Regions from separate parts of the Mus musculus genome. Here region 2 is linked to region 1. Evidence: chromatin contacts called from public Hi-C data. All regions are on one chromosome and are shown on one strand. The core of a region is the stretch at or near the end of the contact, and the rest is flanking DNA. Distances in the headings are between cores, read along the strand shown. Region 1 holds the start of Kcnj8 (potassium inwardly-rectifying channel, subfamily J, member 8). Region 2 overlaps Abcc9 (ATP-binding cassette, sub-family C (CFTR/MRP), member 9).

Evidence for each region. A called contact is a pair of places that touch in the nucleus more often than the background predicts.
Region 2: a Hi-C map of uterus shows a contact between it and region 1, with 2.8 times the contacts expected there. The contact joins the enhancer-like site here to the promoter of Kcnj8 in region 1. A contact is called at or near these places in 6 of 39 promoter capture datasets (the 3T3-L1 cell line, embryonic stem cells, hippocampal neurons and 2 more), 7 of 484 Hi-C or Micro-C datasets (liver, nephron progenitors and uterus), 2 of 115 datasets of contacts at active chromatin or transcription factors (cardiomyocytes and embryonic stem cells) and 3 of 9 other capture datasets (adipose tissue, liver and pancreatic islet).

What each region holds. Positions count from the first base shown.
Region 1 is chr6:142,567,941-142,575,401 of GRCm38.p6, forward strand. It overlaps Kcnj8 (potassium inwardly-rectifying channel, subfamily J, member 8), which reads right to left and starts at 3,674. Exons shown (of 3, transcript NM_008428.5): 1 at 3,244-3,674; 2 at 2,066-2,513. The coding sequence starts at 2,439.
Region 2 is chr6:142,663,518-142,670,978 of GRCm38.p6, forward strand. Abcc9 (ATP-binding cassette, sub-family C (CFTR/MRP), member 9) reads right to left here. Exons shown (of 40, transcript NM_011511.2): 15 at 1,015-1,123. Among named protein-coding and RNA genes, the nearest start is that of Abcc9, 35 kb to the right of the region's middle. Within about 2 kb of position 4,789, at least 23 of the 459 cell types and tissues checked have an H3K27ac peak or open chromatin away from gene starts, as enhancers often do. A contact at or near this core is called in adipose tissue, cardiomyocytes, liver and 1 more, where this site is marked.

The DNA.
Region 1 (7,461 bases), core at 2,424-4,923:
TGTGTTTTCATATTGTTTATTTTAAAATGGAATTCAATTTCTCTATCTAATATAAGAGCCAATCTTATCTGGACACCTCGCTTGCTAAAAAAATCTCAAGTGAAAAAAAAAAAGCCTTCAATAGAGCAGGGCTGAGGGCCTGGTATCAGCTGAACAATAATGAGAAAAATAACATAAAATAACATAGTTTCTATTTTCGGACTCACTTTGGAAAGTCATCTTTGCACAAAGGAGAAAGTGAGCCACCCTAAAGTAAGAGCAACCAAGGGATGTTGGAAATACTGGTGGACAGCCTCTGAGAGGAAGGTGCTTCCGAATCTGATGATTTGCCTGACACCAAAGCTGCCTGACAACAAATTGGCAATGTAAACAGTTGGAATTGTGCATGTTTAAAGTTCTCTAGGAAGAGAATGAGCTTTAAATATGCTAAGGAGCGAGATTTAAAAGCTGGCGCTGTTGAGAAAGTCACCGCTGCTTCACTGTAATGTTGACACCATTTCTCACCTCTCAACACCATTAGGAATGCATGTAGGAAGTAAATGCTCTTCAGAATATCTTGCTTGATAAGAAGTCATAAGAAGCAGATTTTAGGGACCAGTGAATGCTATAGAATTCTCTTCCTAGAAGACATCCTAGGAAGAATAATCCCTTTTTGATGATATATATTTAAATCTACTAAGTTATTTTTCATGGGTAGTGACAATAGATCATCTTGAGTAAAATTAGTTTATTTTCAAGGTTGTCATGATCGTTTTTCCTACTTCTCTTTGTCAGGACCTTTTTTCTTTCCCGTTTGCTGGAACCTTGTTTGAATATGAATGCCCTCAGCAGCCAAGTCAAGGCCAGTAAGTCCATGAGAGAGACTCAGCATTACAGCATCAAATCTCTTAAACACAGCCGAAATATTTAAACACAGAGAGGACTTTGTTCTCCATGTCCCTAGTTGTCTGCTCACCTGGGGTTCTTATTCTCATTGTTGTTGAGGCAAAAGCTTGAATAAAGAAAATCCTATCTGCCCAGTGGTAAAGCCCAGGTCTTTCTAGTACATTGCTCTCATGACAAATCTGAGCTGGAATCTGTGTGTGGTCTAAGGTGATGTCTCTCTTTGACATGTCGGCCTGGCAATTACTTGGCCAAGTGGAAGGGCAAGTAAGATCATGAGGAGCTCTGCTCCCAGCTATGGGTGTCTATGCCATGCTCTGCTACTTTTATAGGATCCAGGACCGCTGGAAGTCCTTTCCTGCCTGGCTGGAGCGCCCTCAGTCTCTCTGCCTTAGCAATTATGTCTCCACCCAAAGAAACAAACTAAAAAGTTTGCCCCATTGCAGTGTTTGGGGCCTCTTGGGAATAGAGAAGAGAGACGTGGAACCCCAGTGCGTGTTAGCTGACTTTGAAGCATCCCTAAATGCAGAAGTCAAATTTAGATAACCTAAAAGCTGCCTTGTTCCTGCTCTGTGGAAGCTTTGGAAAGAGACCTCAATATCCACTTGCTGTCTATTCAACCCCGTTTGTGAAAATCTGGACTAATTTTCACTACAACTCTCTCTTCTAAATTTTAGAATAAGCTTTAATTTTTTTAAATCTAAAAAAATCTGTCAGAGATGCCAAAATAACCTTGATAAAGAAGGGCTTTTATTTACTTCTGTTATTTTATTTTTAGTGTATTTTAAAATTAAGACTGCTTTACAGAAAAAAAATATTTCTTGTATTTGCACAGTGCTTTGGATGGACTGGGAATATTTCCTGGTGCACACTGGACATCCTTGTGGTGAAAACGAACTGTGGTTTTTTTTTTTTGTTGTTGTTGTTTGTTGTTGTTGTTGGGGGGGGGGGAGTCAGGAATTCTTTGAACCCATCCAAGGTCAGCACAAAGAAGCAGTCGCACATTCTCAGAAACCTGTTGGTAAAACTACATTTACAAAGACTTTAATGTGCTAACTTCAACCCTGCACCCTGTATTTGCTTTTTGTTTCTGAACTGCCCAATGAAGACCCTTTATTTCACAATCGACTAGCTGAAAGAGCTTTTTATTTCTACTTTGCTGGTAACTCCATTTCATTCTTACCTGACATTGGTCACACAGACAGCGGACTCCAGGCCACTCTTCTCCATGGTGCCTTTCTCCATGTAAGCATAGATGTCCCCGTGGGCGAAGGCCACCAGCCACCACATGATAGCGAAGAGCAGCCAGCTGCAGAGGAAGGACATGGTGAAGATGACCAGCGTGTGACGCCACTTCAGGTCTACCAAGGTGGTGAAGATGTCCTGCAGGAAGCGACCTTGCTCTCGGATGTTCTTGTGTGCCAGGTTGCAGGCTCCGCTCTTGGCGATGAAGCGGGCTTTGGGGAGACGGTCGCGGATGCGCGGTTTGCGCAGGTTCTCCGCTGCGATGCGCGCCAGCACATACTCCTCCGGGATGATGCTCTTCCTGGCCAACATCTTCCTTTCACCATAGCCCGCCTATGCACCTGCCTGAACCTGTGGCTCCTTTCCTCCACACGCGTCCTCCTAGACTAGAGAAACGCTTATTAAAAACTGTCAACTTCATTTCCTCGTCTCAGGTATCTGTACAAAGGGATGCTGTTTTACACACATATTAAATTAAAGATGTGATCAATACAAAAGAGAACCCACTTTGTGTCTGAGGTCTGGGATCCCAGAGAAAACTTTTGATCAGAACCGGAGGAATCCCCCCCCCCCTCTCTCTCTCTCCTCCCTGCTCACTCTTGGAAATAACCGCTATAAGCAAATCTTTAAGCATTTTCTGTATATTCTTTTGTGTCTCGGGATTAGTCAGGCAAGCCTGAGGACGAAAATTAAAGGCCAAGTGGGTTCACTATCTACTTGCTAAACTATTTAGATAAAGTAGCAAGGTTAAAAGGAAAGATGGAGGGATTCTTTTAGTAGCAGCGAAGAAAACTGCTTCCTGTTCATTAAGAAAATATTAACTGTAATTAAAAGATACCAAACATTGCGTTTTCGAACTTGAAAATGATTGATATTAAATTGGAAGGATTTACGAGATGCGTTTTAAAAGGCAGCCAGACTCCCCGCCCCTCCCTCTGAACCTATATCATACTATATGCTGGAAAGTAATTTGCGACGCGGGGATTAGAGACACTGCTGAGGTCTGCAGTGGATTTGCACAGCTCGAGCCAATCTGGGTACACCTTGACTGTTTGGCTTTGGGCTGCGCTATAGCCGGCTTCCCCTCCTCTCCCCGGGAGGCGCGATGCAACTTACAGACTCGGGTTTGCGCTCCCGGCTGCGGCTTGAGCTCCGCACAGGGCGGGCTGGTCCCAGGCTCTCGCATCCCGGGAGCAGAGACCTCCCGAAGTGCAGATCCGGGGGATGTTGGTCCTCCAGAACTGAGTTAAGACTCTAGAAGGTGCGATCCATAGTGCACGCGGGGAGGAGGGCTGGAAGATGAGGGTTGGGTTTGGCTTCCCCCCTCCTGCTGCCGGGCCACGGGGAGGGCGGGGTAGGAGCTGGGGATAGAGGTGCTAGTGGCCATGCTCCGCCAGCTCCTCAGCCGCCTAGCTGGGGCCAGACCTCCGAGCGAGCCGGGGAAAGTGGAGGCGGAGGCCAGTCGGGGGAGCCGGGGAGGCAGGGAGCCGGCCAGAAGGGAGGGACCACCGGGGGAGGAGGCACCAGCCGAGCCAGCTCGGTTCCCAGTAGCCCGGATTCTGCTGCCAGACCGGCACACACATCTTTAAAAGGCTCGCTGCTCAGAGAACTTTCTGAGCCCAAGTTCACTGACGCAAAGAGATTTTAATTTATTATTTTTTAAAGTGTAACTTGCGGGGGGGGGGTATCACTGGGTTACTTCAGATGAAATAAAACCAGATAGAGAGAGTGTAGGTGTTTTGGGTGGGGTGATTGTGGGGTGAGCGTGGGGTGAGGGTGGGGTCCCTGCCCTGAACTTGTAAATCTATTCGTGTTAGAATATAGAGGGGTGGGAGGGCTGAAATCCTTTCGGAAAAAAAACCGATTTCACCAACTAAGACCAGTTTTCAGGCACTTAAAGTCACACAAAAGAAACAAAAAGGGAAACAAAGATAGAGACTAACAACAAAAACACCATCAACAGTCTCTTCCAATAAAGAAAATTTACACCCAGCAGGACGGCTAAGCAAAGTCCAGCACCACACCTGCCTTCGGGGCAGGCAGGCGCAGTCGCGGCTCCGTTTTGACTCTTGGCCGCAGGCCTCTCCCTCCAGTCTAGATCGTAAGAATGATAAGACTGCTCACTTGCGCACAAGAAAGATTATACAGTAAATGTCTTTCTATAGCTTTTGAGAAGGAGCGGGGGTGGGGGTGGGGGAACAAATGTGCTTTTTTTCCCCCCCGCCGGTCATCCTGCTTTTGGCGTTTGTATTAATGGAAACTTTAATTCTTGGAAATTTTATGTTTTCCAAGACTTGAGGGTCGGGAGTATCCGAAGTATAAACAGCATGTTAATTTACTAGAAAGACCTAAAATTAGTCTTTAATGAAGGAAAATGAAGAGCCCCCCTTCCCTTTTTCCACTGTGGGTAGATCTGCTTAACCCCTTGCATTCTGGAGGGCCTGTCCTGTCAGTGAGATTCTTTTTGTTTCCTTTGTTTTCTGCAGTAATTCATGTTGTAGCCTCATAGCAGCCATGCAGACAACATTTGTGCTGTGAGTTCTGCCACTGAAATACAGTTTGAAGTGCACCTTGCTGTGCAATTTACTGTCTACTAATTTAACACCAAAAACATTAAACTCTTTTTTTTTTTTTTTTCAGAAGACAGGGTTTCACATATTCTGAGTTGGCCTCGAACTTGCTGTGTAGCCTATGGTGACCCTGAACTTCTAATCCTCCTGCCTATCTTCCTTGTGCTGGGATCGTAGGTGTGTGCCATCATGTCTGGGGTTTGTTTTGTTTTGTTTAAGACCTTGTGCATAGACAACCACTCTACCAACTGAACTACACGGCTACTCCTCTGTGCTTATGTGATTTCATTGCTGTCCTTTGAAACAGGAAGTTGTTATGAAACCCAGGCAGACTGATAGTTTACTATGTAGCCCAGACACGATTCACATTCAAGGCAGTCCTCCTGACTCAACCTCGTGAGTGCTGGGATTAAAGTATCCAACTACTATGCCTGGTTATTAAACATGTAGTTTGTGTTTAGATAGCTAGGGATGTATAATCTGTGCCAGTGTTGATGATCTTAAGAGACAGACAGTGCTGGCAGAGATGTGATGTTGCTAAGATCTGACGCAATAAAGGACATAAACAAAACAGGAAAGGAGGAGCTGGAGAGATGACTCAGTCGTGAAGAGCACTGAATGCTCTTCGGGAGGACTAGGGTTCAATTCCCAGGACCCACAGGGTAGCTCACAACCTTCTGCAACTCCAGTTCCAGGGAAGTTAATGTCTACTTCTTACCTCTGTAGGCATCAGGCACACACTGGGTGCAAAGACATACATACAGCCAAAACAAAAACAAAAAAACAAAACAAACAAACAAAAAAACCCCACAGAAAATAAATGATAAAAATGTTAAATGTTAAATAAATAAAAAAAAAAATACAAAGCATGCCATGGTAATGGAGTCCCAAGCAGTGAAAACTCACATACCAGGGGAAGATTTGTGAATTGTTTGGTATCCAATCTAGTAGTTGAAAAACTTGATCTATTTGGAATATATTGAAAAGTAGGGGGTAAAATAAAAAAGGCATTCCATAGACAAGCAGACAGCCATGAAATGTGGGCAAGAGCCTTGGCACAGCAGAAATGAATCTAACCAGCATCCGGGAAGCACCCGTAAACCAGCAGGTGACAGGTCGCGTGCTATATTCCTTAGGCAGCCAGCTTTCTTAGCATGGACATAGTTGCTCCTGTCAAGTGAGTATCTTCCAGGTTCTTTGTAGGCACTATAAGCTATTATTTAGGAATAGAGTTTGCTGGTTACATTTCAATGTCAAGATGACTGGATTTAGAAACAGCTAGGGGGGCACATCTGTGGTTGTGGTTGTGAGCCAAGGAGGGAAGACTCATGCAGAATATGGACGGTATCTCAGCAGCTGGGCTCCAAAGCAAAGAAAGAAGAAAGGAGAACGTGAGCTGATCACCAGCATCCAGGTCCTCTGCTTCCTTCCCTCCGCCGAGATGAGACGGGGTCCATGTTCCCTAAACCGTAATCCCAAACCCCTCCCTCCACACAATGCTTCGCAGGTATTTCATTTCAGCAACATGAGAAAGAATGAATACAGGGAGGTTCCTGAAGTTCTTACTCTCTAAAGAAATAAAGCTTGTCAGGTGCTTTCAGACACAGGAGTGCATGCGTGCGTGCGTGCGTGCATGTATGTGCGTGCATGAGTGTGTGTGTGTGTGTGTGTGTGTGTGTGTGCATGCATGAGTGTGTGTGTGTGTGTGTGTGTGTGTGCATGCATGAGTGTGTGTGTGTGTGTGTGTGTGCATGCATGAGTGTGTGTGTGTGTGTGTGCATGCATGAGTGTGTGTGTGTGTGTGTGTGTGCATGCATGAGTGTGTGTGTGTGTGTGTGTGCATGCATGAGTGTGTGTGTGTGTGTGTGTGCATGCATGAGTGTGTGTGTGTGTGTGCATGCATGAGTGTGTGTGTGTGTGTGTGTGCATGCATGAGTGTGTGTGTGTGTGTGTGTGTGCATGCATGAGTGTGTGTGTGTGTGTGCATGCATGAGTGTGTGTGTGTGTGTGCATGCATGAGTGTGTGTGTATGTGTGTGTGTGTGTGTGCATGCATGAGTGTGTGTGTGTGAGTGTGTGTGTGTGTGCATGCATGAGTGTGTGTGTGTGTGTGTGTGCATGCATGAGTGTGTGTGTGTGTGTGCATGCATGAGTGTGCGTGCATGAGTGTGTGTGTGTGTGTGTGTGTGTGCATGCATGAGTGTGTGTGTGTATGTGTGTGTGTGTGTGCGCATGCATGAGTGTGTGTGTGTGTGTGTGTGTGTGTGTGTGTGTGTGCGCATGCATGAGTGTGTGTGTGTGTGTGTGTGTGTGTGTGTGTGTGTGTGTGTGTGAGGCCGATGTCTTTTTCAATTGTCTGCTGTTTTGATTACCCAATGGAGACTGGAGAGGCCCTGGAAAGGACTTCCGAGAGGCAGGGTGGGGCCTTCGTGTCTGATGGCTTTTTGACTTGACTTGACTTGTGAGTTTTCAACTCTTAGGCATCAGGACTTAGAAAATCTTCCAGAGGAGCACTCACGTCAACAGCAGGGATGACGGTTGGCCTCATTTCTTGGTGTGCTTCTTTATTCATGTCCTCATCTAAACCCCTTGGGGACATGCTGCTTTGGAATCAGTTTAATCAAACATTACATAAACTAGAAATCAAAACAACATGTTAGAAACTCACTTTCAGAGTGTTATCATCAATCGAGAATGATAGGTTAACTCTTCACAGTTATCTGTTTTATGGAGTTCAGAAAATCTTTCTTTTTGAGCTAAGTTTG
Region 2 (7,461 bases), core at 3,539-6,038, 97 kb after region 1:
CTAATTTACAGGCTGCCTTTTATTTGATGCCTTCCTTCATTTTTTTATTCACACAGGAAATGGTCTTTTTTTGTTTGTTTGTTTGTTTTGTTTTGTTGGTTTTGGTTTTTGTTTTGTTTTGTTTTTTTGGTTTTTCTGAGACAGGGTTTCTCTGTATAGCCCTGGCTGTCCTGGAACTCACTTTGTAGACCAGGCTGGCCTCGAACTCAAAAATCTGCCTGCCTCTGCCTCCCAAGTGCTGGGATTAAAGGCATGCACCACCACCGCCCAGCAGGAAATGGTCTTGTAATTTCAAACTAATTCATCATTTGACTCCTGCTGCAAGAAAACAAATCATGCTGGGAGAGACTTTGTGTGCCGGTTCAGAGCCACAGCCTAGCTCTTGGCATCAAATACAAGGTAGGCCGTGTGTCTGGAAGCCTGGTGGAGCCGTGACAAGTGGTTGCTTTCTATTGCATGGGACACATGTCCAGACAACACTGACTGCCTCCAGACTCTTTGCAGCTATTGAATAGATGTTTGTGGTAAGGACAAGTGAGCCTGCTGGCCTAAAAGCGACAAGACTCAGGTTTTCACTGTCTCACAACCTTCCTAATCTTATGACTTTGTTCAAGCCCCTGATGCAGGCAAAGTCGGCGTGCTGAGATGAAAATAAAAACAGGTAATACACTGCATATGTTAAGCCTATTCATGTCTCAAACTAAAATGTGTGCTGGAGCTAAAATACATCCTAAGAAGTGGGTAAGAGCAAACAACCACTCAATTCCCTTTTAAATCAATCAGAGGGTCATTCTCTCCCAGTTTATAGAGGCAGTGCTTCTAAATCTGTTTTTATATCTGTATACCATTTAGATGTGTGGGGATTTATTTTTGTAGGCACAAGTAGCCATTTTTTTCACATAGATTTAGACAAACAAAACTTATAGTTTCTTCTAACTGAATCAATATGAAAACATATAATTAGTTTGGACTGTCCTCTGTATGGTAAAAAAAAAGAATCCAAAAGCCACTTACCACTCCGGTGTGCTTCTTACAGGACTCGAAAGGCAGCGTGCCCTCCCCGGCCCTCCAGCTGTCCTCACCAATCTCATCGCTCAAGAGAAACTCATTCAGCTTTTGAACACTGTGGAAAACAACCAACAAACGCCGTATCAGGGAACCCTATGAGGTAACTGTCTAAGAAGAACGCTGACTATATCACTGTGCGTCTTCATTACCAGCATCTGCTGCCTATACCTGGAAAGCCACGGCGGTAGAACTGCCTTAGGAAATGATGTTCTATCCATCTTGAAGGACAAGTGTTTGTTTGTTTGTTTGATGAGCGCAGGCTGTAGCTGCCATGTGCTCTCCTGTTTTAAAATGTGGGATCTGAAGAAACAGCCTTGTCACCTACGAGACTATCCCTGAACACTCTCATTCCGAACCTCTGAACACAAACCCAAGTGCCAAGACCGGACTCAGGAGTCTGAACCTCTGGGTCTAAAAGTGCCTGGAACACATTGCTATACGCACGCTTGTTCAATGACTCAAAGGATGAGCAGTGATTCATACAGTCTATCTGATGCATCCAACTCTCCATTTCTCCTTTCTCGTATGTGCACAAATCTCACTGAAGTTTTTACAGAGTTCGTGAACCCTAATGTGGCTGCACGTCAAGAAGAAGCCATGAGTCCTCAGCTGTGCTGGGAGTGGAAAGAACTTTCTCTTCTCTACGTAACACTCTGTCCCCCTAGCTTTGTCAGTCTGACACACCCTAGAGTTACCTGAGATTGGTGTGTCAGTTGACAGTCTCCTAGATCAGGTTGACCGTAGGGATTGTCTTGATTGTGAGTTGATGTAGAGGGGGCCAGCCCACTGTGGGTGACCCACCATTCCCCTTGGCAACTATCCCCAAGCAGAATAAAAAAGCTAGCTAAGCATACCCCCCTAGTTGAGCCAGCAAGCAGCATTGCCCTACGGTGGATGCTTCAAGCTCCTGCCTTGACTCTCCGCAATGATGGACCGTGATTTAGAATTGTGAGCTGAAAGAAACCTTTCCTCCCTCTAAGTTGTCTTGAATCAGGAAACTTTATCATGGCAACAGAAATGAAACTAATATACATCCAATTTTGGTGCTTCCATTTATTATGTATAGAGATGGTGCCCAATGCTAAACCTCCAAGCCTCCCTGTTCTCTTCTTCTAGGCCGTCCATTAGACTGTGAACACCTTTAAAAGTGAGGTTCTCTGAGTTCTGGGTCTCTCTCAATGTGATTGTTGTGATTCCTCAGTGATATTGGTGAGAGAACAGTAGGTAATAAAGAGTAAAGGCACCCCCTGCTTATATGAGGTCCTCGCGGAACCATTGAGACAAATAACTATGGGAAATGCACAAAGCCTGGCCAGAGGTAGAGTAACATCAGCCTTGCTACCAGGGTTCTTCTTTACACTGCAAAGCTATTGATGTGAGGTGCCTGCTGTGAGGTATAAAATGGCGACTCTTTGCCTTCCGGCATCTTCCCCATCATCTTCCAGCCGCATCCCCTAATAATCCTGGTGTTAGAATCATCTCTCCATCCACATAAAACCACTGTTGGTCCCCAAGTACACTTTAGGGCACTTACCCCTCCCTTCTACAGCCTGCTCCCTCTGATAAACTTCCTTTTCCCTCTTTATCCCACTAGTCAAGAGCCACTTAGCCCTTTAGAGCTATGGAGCACAGCCATGCCCTTAGGCCACCAGGAACCGGACAGCCTCCCTTTTCTTTACAGGAACTGATGGCCGTCTCAGGCCACACCATTCTGTGTATAGGGATCCCTTTTGCTTCATTGCCTCCTGAAGTCCAGAGTGAACCCTCTGCTCATGTCCGTCGATCTTTCTTCTTTGAAATTGCTAAGGCAGCTGGTCTACTTGAAGTATTTATCAGAGAATGTACACCCACGGACAATGCTTGGGCATTAAGTGGTAAAGATGGTGTCAAATGAGTAAAACTGGAGTTTGTGCAAAGACCTGCAGTATTTAGGCTGTTCTGGGCCATTTCTATGCACTGTCTAGCTTTTTTCAGTCTTCAGAAGCAGACAATGTTATTCATTTGATAAACTGAGCCCCAGATACAAGCAGACAACAGCACACATGACATTGAACGCGTACTCTATGCCTAGAGTTTGAATGTAGGCATGTCTGATACAAGTCAGTTTGCTAGCCTGCCTTCACCACTGTTAGGGGCAGTCTTTTGCTAATGCCTCATCTGTTCAGATAATTGAAAAATGTGCTTACAGTTGTATTTATACAAATTCACCTGCTCACTTCTCAAATACTACTTTGGTTTTTTAATATTTATTCTGATTTTTACTACGCATCTGTTAAAGTTGCGTGTATGTGAATGCAGGGAGAATAGAAGAGAGTATCAGATTCCCTGTAGCTGGACTAACTAGAAATGGCGAGCCTTCTGACATGGGTTCTGGGAACTTAACTTGAGTCCTCTAGAAGATCACTGTGTGGCCTTAACCACTGACTCATCCCTTCAACCCCTCAAATAGGACTTGAAACCCTTGGACAGGTGTTACATTAATGCAGAATAACCAATTGTGTGACTGATAGTTGCATAGTTTTTGATAGTGGTTATGAAGCCTTGTCATTTGTAATACAGAGACCTGGCCAAGGTATAAGCATGCCTGATAATAGCTATCAATAACTATTTCTTTTACAGATGGTGATATGGGAGACTTGCCAAGCAGAAACAGCTCCGAGAGGCACATGAGAGGAAAGACAAAATTGTTCTTGGTGTTGTTGTTGCTACTTGGAAATGAGAGATTTCTTTAATAACAATTTTCTCCTCTGGCAAATAACATCTTTGGACATAGTTACTGCATTACACACCAAATACCAAATGCCTACAAGGAATACTACATATTCTACTCCAGAAGGGAAAACACATAAATTATTTCTATGGAAGTAAAGTAACTTTAGCATTATGGGAAAAAACACTCTTATTCGACTAGTTTTTGTTTTTAGGGCAGGATCTCGGGTAACCCAAGATGGCCTAACTTCAGTATGTAGCAGAGGGGAACCCTGAACTCCTGGTCTTCCTGCCTCTACCTCCCAAGTGCTGGGACTCCGAGGATATATCACCCTCCCTGTTCTTTTTTATAAGAATTTTATTTTTTTATTTTAATTTTATGTGTATGGGTGTTTTGCCTGTATGTACTTCCGTGTACCACCTGTATGCCTGGTACCTGCAGAGGCCAGAAGAAGGTGTTTGGATTCCCTGGAACTGCAGTCAGGTTTTAAGTGACAAGTGACTTCTCTTTAGTCTGTTTTGTGGCACTTTGCCCTAAAACTCACAGTGTGGGTGGGTTGAGGCTGTGCCAAGACATCCTGTGCCAAATAAAATTTGCCTCTTTGTCCCAGTTTGTTATAAACATAACAACAGGTGCGTGGCATGTGTCTGTGTGCACATGTTCCACTCTGTGACTGTGACAAGGGCACCTGGCTACTGATCTGAACTGTTTGAAAAGAAAGCCTAGGGCTTGACCTGGAGCAGGGAACTCCTCATGGCACTGAGTTTCCTCAGGCGAAGAGCTTCCAAGCTTCCTCATGCACACAGAACAGAGCTATGAGTTTGCTTCAGCCCATTCTAACACACCACACTTCTGAATGCGCTTACGAGCCCAGTAAAGAGTGTATAACTTCTAAGAGCCCTGAAGAGATATTTCAAAATCAGCTGACTGAAGTCTTAGTCTCCAATTATAAACAGGCAGCTCAGCTCACTGCTGGCCAACTGGCATTTGAGACTAGTCACGGGTTCCCAGGCACTGAAGCAAATGCAGAGGCCAGTCCACACTGGGAAAACGCTTGTTTGGGTTCCCAGAACTAGTACCCAGTGGGAAAAATATCTGGCCACTTCTGTTGACCCACCACCTCTGTAGGACCTGCAAATCAACCCAGAACGTTATTTTAGAGAAGAGAGCTTTTAGAAGCACATTCTGTTTGGCCTCAAGCTGGCCTGGGGCCCTAAAGTATGCTGGGCTTTATCAGCCTGGCAAATGCCTTTTCCCCAAGAGGGATAGAGTGGGAGGGCTATGATAAACTCACAGAGGGTAATATCCACCTTCCACCTCACTAGGATTTATTACCAGGATTGTATACTGTGGGTTTGAAGAAGAGCCCTTTTATCTTTCTCAAATCAACTCTCAAAGTCCTTTTAATGTTTGGCAAGCTCCTTCTTCCAGAGCCATGGTATGTTGTAAGTTATAGGCTGCTTTCTACTTCAACTTCTAGCGCAAAGTCAAGTTTCAATTAATTAAGACTGCAACCCTGGAAGGGGTGCCCATTAAATAGAGAAAATGAAAATAAGGACCAAAATAGAAGACTCTGGCCATTTATCAATTTTATCGTCTGAAGCAGCTTCCCTGCCAGAGTGTGGCCTAATTTGGAAGCATGACTTCGGGACTTCAGTCAGTGATCTATGCAAGCCATCGCTAAGACAGAACAATGAGAGCGAAAAGGAAGGTAGCTGAGGCCAGAGGGTCTGAACTCTAAAGTCCAAGAGCTTATGAACAATTACTGAAAGCCTGGTTCAGAGAAGAGGACTGACGCTCTGTTAGGATACCATCCCCCCCCCACTTGGCCCTTTCCAGGATAGAGTCACCTGCGTAGTGAGGTATCAAGCATTTAGTCACTGAAAAGTTCATAGAAACTGCTGCCTACAATCAAGGTATTGAGCATAAAACTCTAGGTTTCTCAGTAACGCATGAGCCTTGTGGAAATTATTATTTTGAAGTGTTCTACATTGCTGTCGATGGCAGAGTGCACCCTTAAGTGTTCAAGTTTTCTTCGATGTCACGGCATATAGATATTTCTTTCAAAACTCATATACAAATGTGGCAAAGGCTGTCTGCAGCACATGCTGGGATTCTATAAGCTATATCAAGATGGCTAAGTGAGAATGAAATACAACTTCGAGATTGCCTTGTTTATAAGATGGTCTAGGACAGCAGATGGTGGCACAGATAGCACAGTGTGGCTTGTCAACATATTTGTGTCTATGGTACAAAGGGAAGAAATGGGAAATGGTTACCATCACATAACACATGCTCTGGTAGCCACGCGTCACGGCAAATGATAACCGAGGCAGTCTACCCTGGCTGTAAGCATATTTAAAAGAGAAAATGAACAGTTTTCAAGTCTTTCTTTTTTCAGTGACTATGAGCTAGAATTTTTTTTTCCGGCAGATTAAACTACAATCCAAGCACCCTATTCTGTTGGTTTGGGAATCTCCCATTACTGCTGGTACACCTGTAGACTGGTTCAGCTGCAGTGGGAAACATCATGGTAACATTGATAATATATTAAATATACGTGCAAGCTTTGACCTGTGTCACATCAAAAGAAAGCACCATTACCATCTTCATGATGAACCTTTAAAGTACCACCATAGTTATCACCATCACTTATAGAAATCTGGCCTAACCCAACCACCAGAGAAAACTGCAAAGGCAAACAGAGCTTTTCACTGCCTTGACATTAAACATGTTAGGGGGAAATAAGATGTGCTAAGTGCCCAATAAAAAGCCGATTATTCAATAAATGTGATTGTTTCTAAAGAGTGGACTGTGGAATAGCTAGTAAGAAGAATCTTTCTCCTGCAGTAGGTGAAAACAAATGTAGAAACCCACAGCCTGGACATTGCGCAGAGAACAAGAGATCTTGGAACACAGCCCCAAATGGAATGTTTCCATCAAATCCCTCCCCTCAGAGTTCAGGGAACCCCAGAGGAGAAAGAGGAGGAAGAAGGGTGTAAGAGCCAGAGCAGATGGAGGACACCACACAAACAAGGCCTCTACATCAACATGAGCAAAGCTAATATGAACCCACAGAGACTGAGGCAGCACACACAGGGCCAGACAGGTCTGCACCAGACCCTCTGTGTACGTATTAAGTTTCCAGTTTAGTGTTTTATGGGATCCCTGACTGTGCAAATGACTGAGTCTCTTCTTATGCCTTTTCTTGGGTTCTTCCCCTTCTGTTGGTTTGTCTTGTCTGAGTTCCATGTAATAATTTTTGTTTTATCTTATTATATTTTATTTTGTTATTATTTTAAAAAAATCAAATGGACAAAATGAACAAATAGAAACGGAGCCACTGAGGTAAAGCTGAACAACTGAACTCTCCTTTATACCTACTGGGGAAGGGAAAATCAGCTTTCTCCAATAACGTGACTTTGGGTATATCAACCACTCCAGAATAGACCTCTCGTGTTCAGGGGTAGTTGGCCAACATATAAGGGACTCCACAGTTGTGTGTGTGTGTGTGTGTCTGTCTTTTTTTTTCCATTTTTTATTAGGTATTTAGCTCATTTACATTTCCAATGCTATACCAAAAGCCCCCCATACCCACCCACCCCCACTCCCCTACCCACCCACTCCCCCTTTTTGGCCCTGGCGTTCCCCTGTACTGGGGCATATAAAGTTTGCGTGTCCAA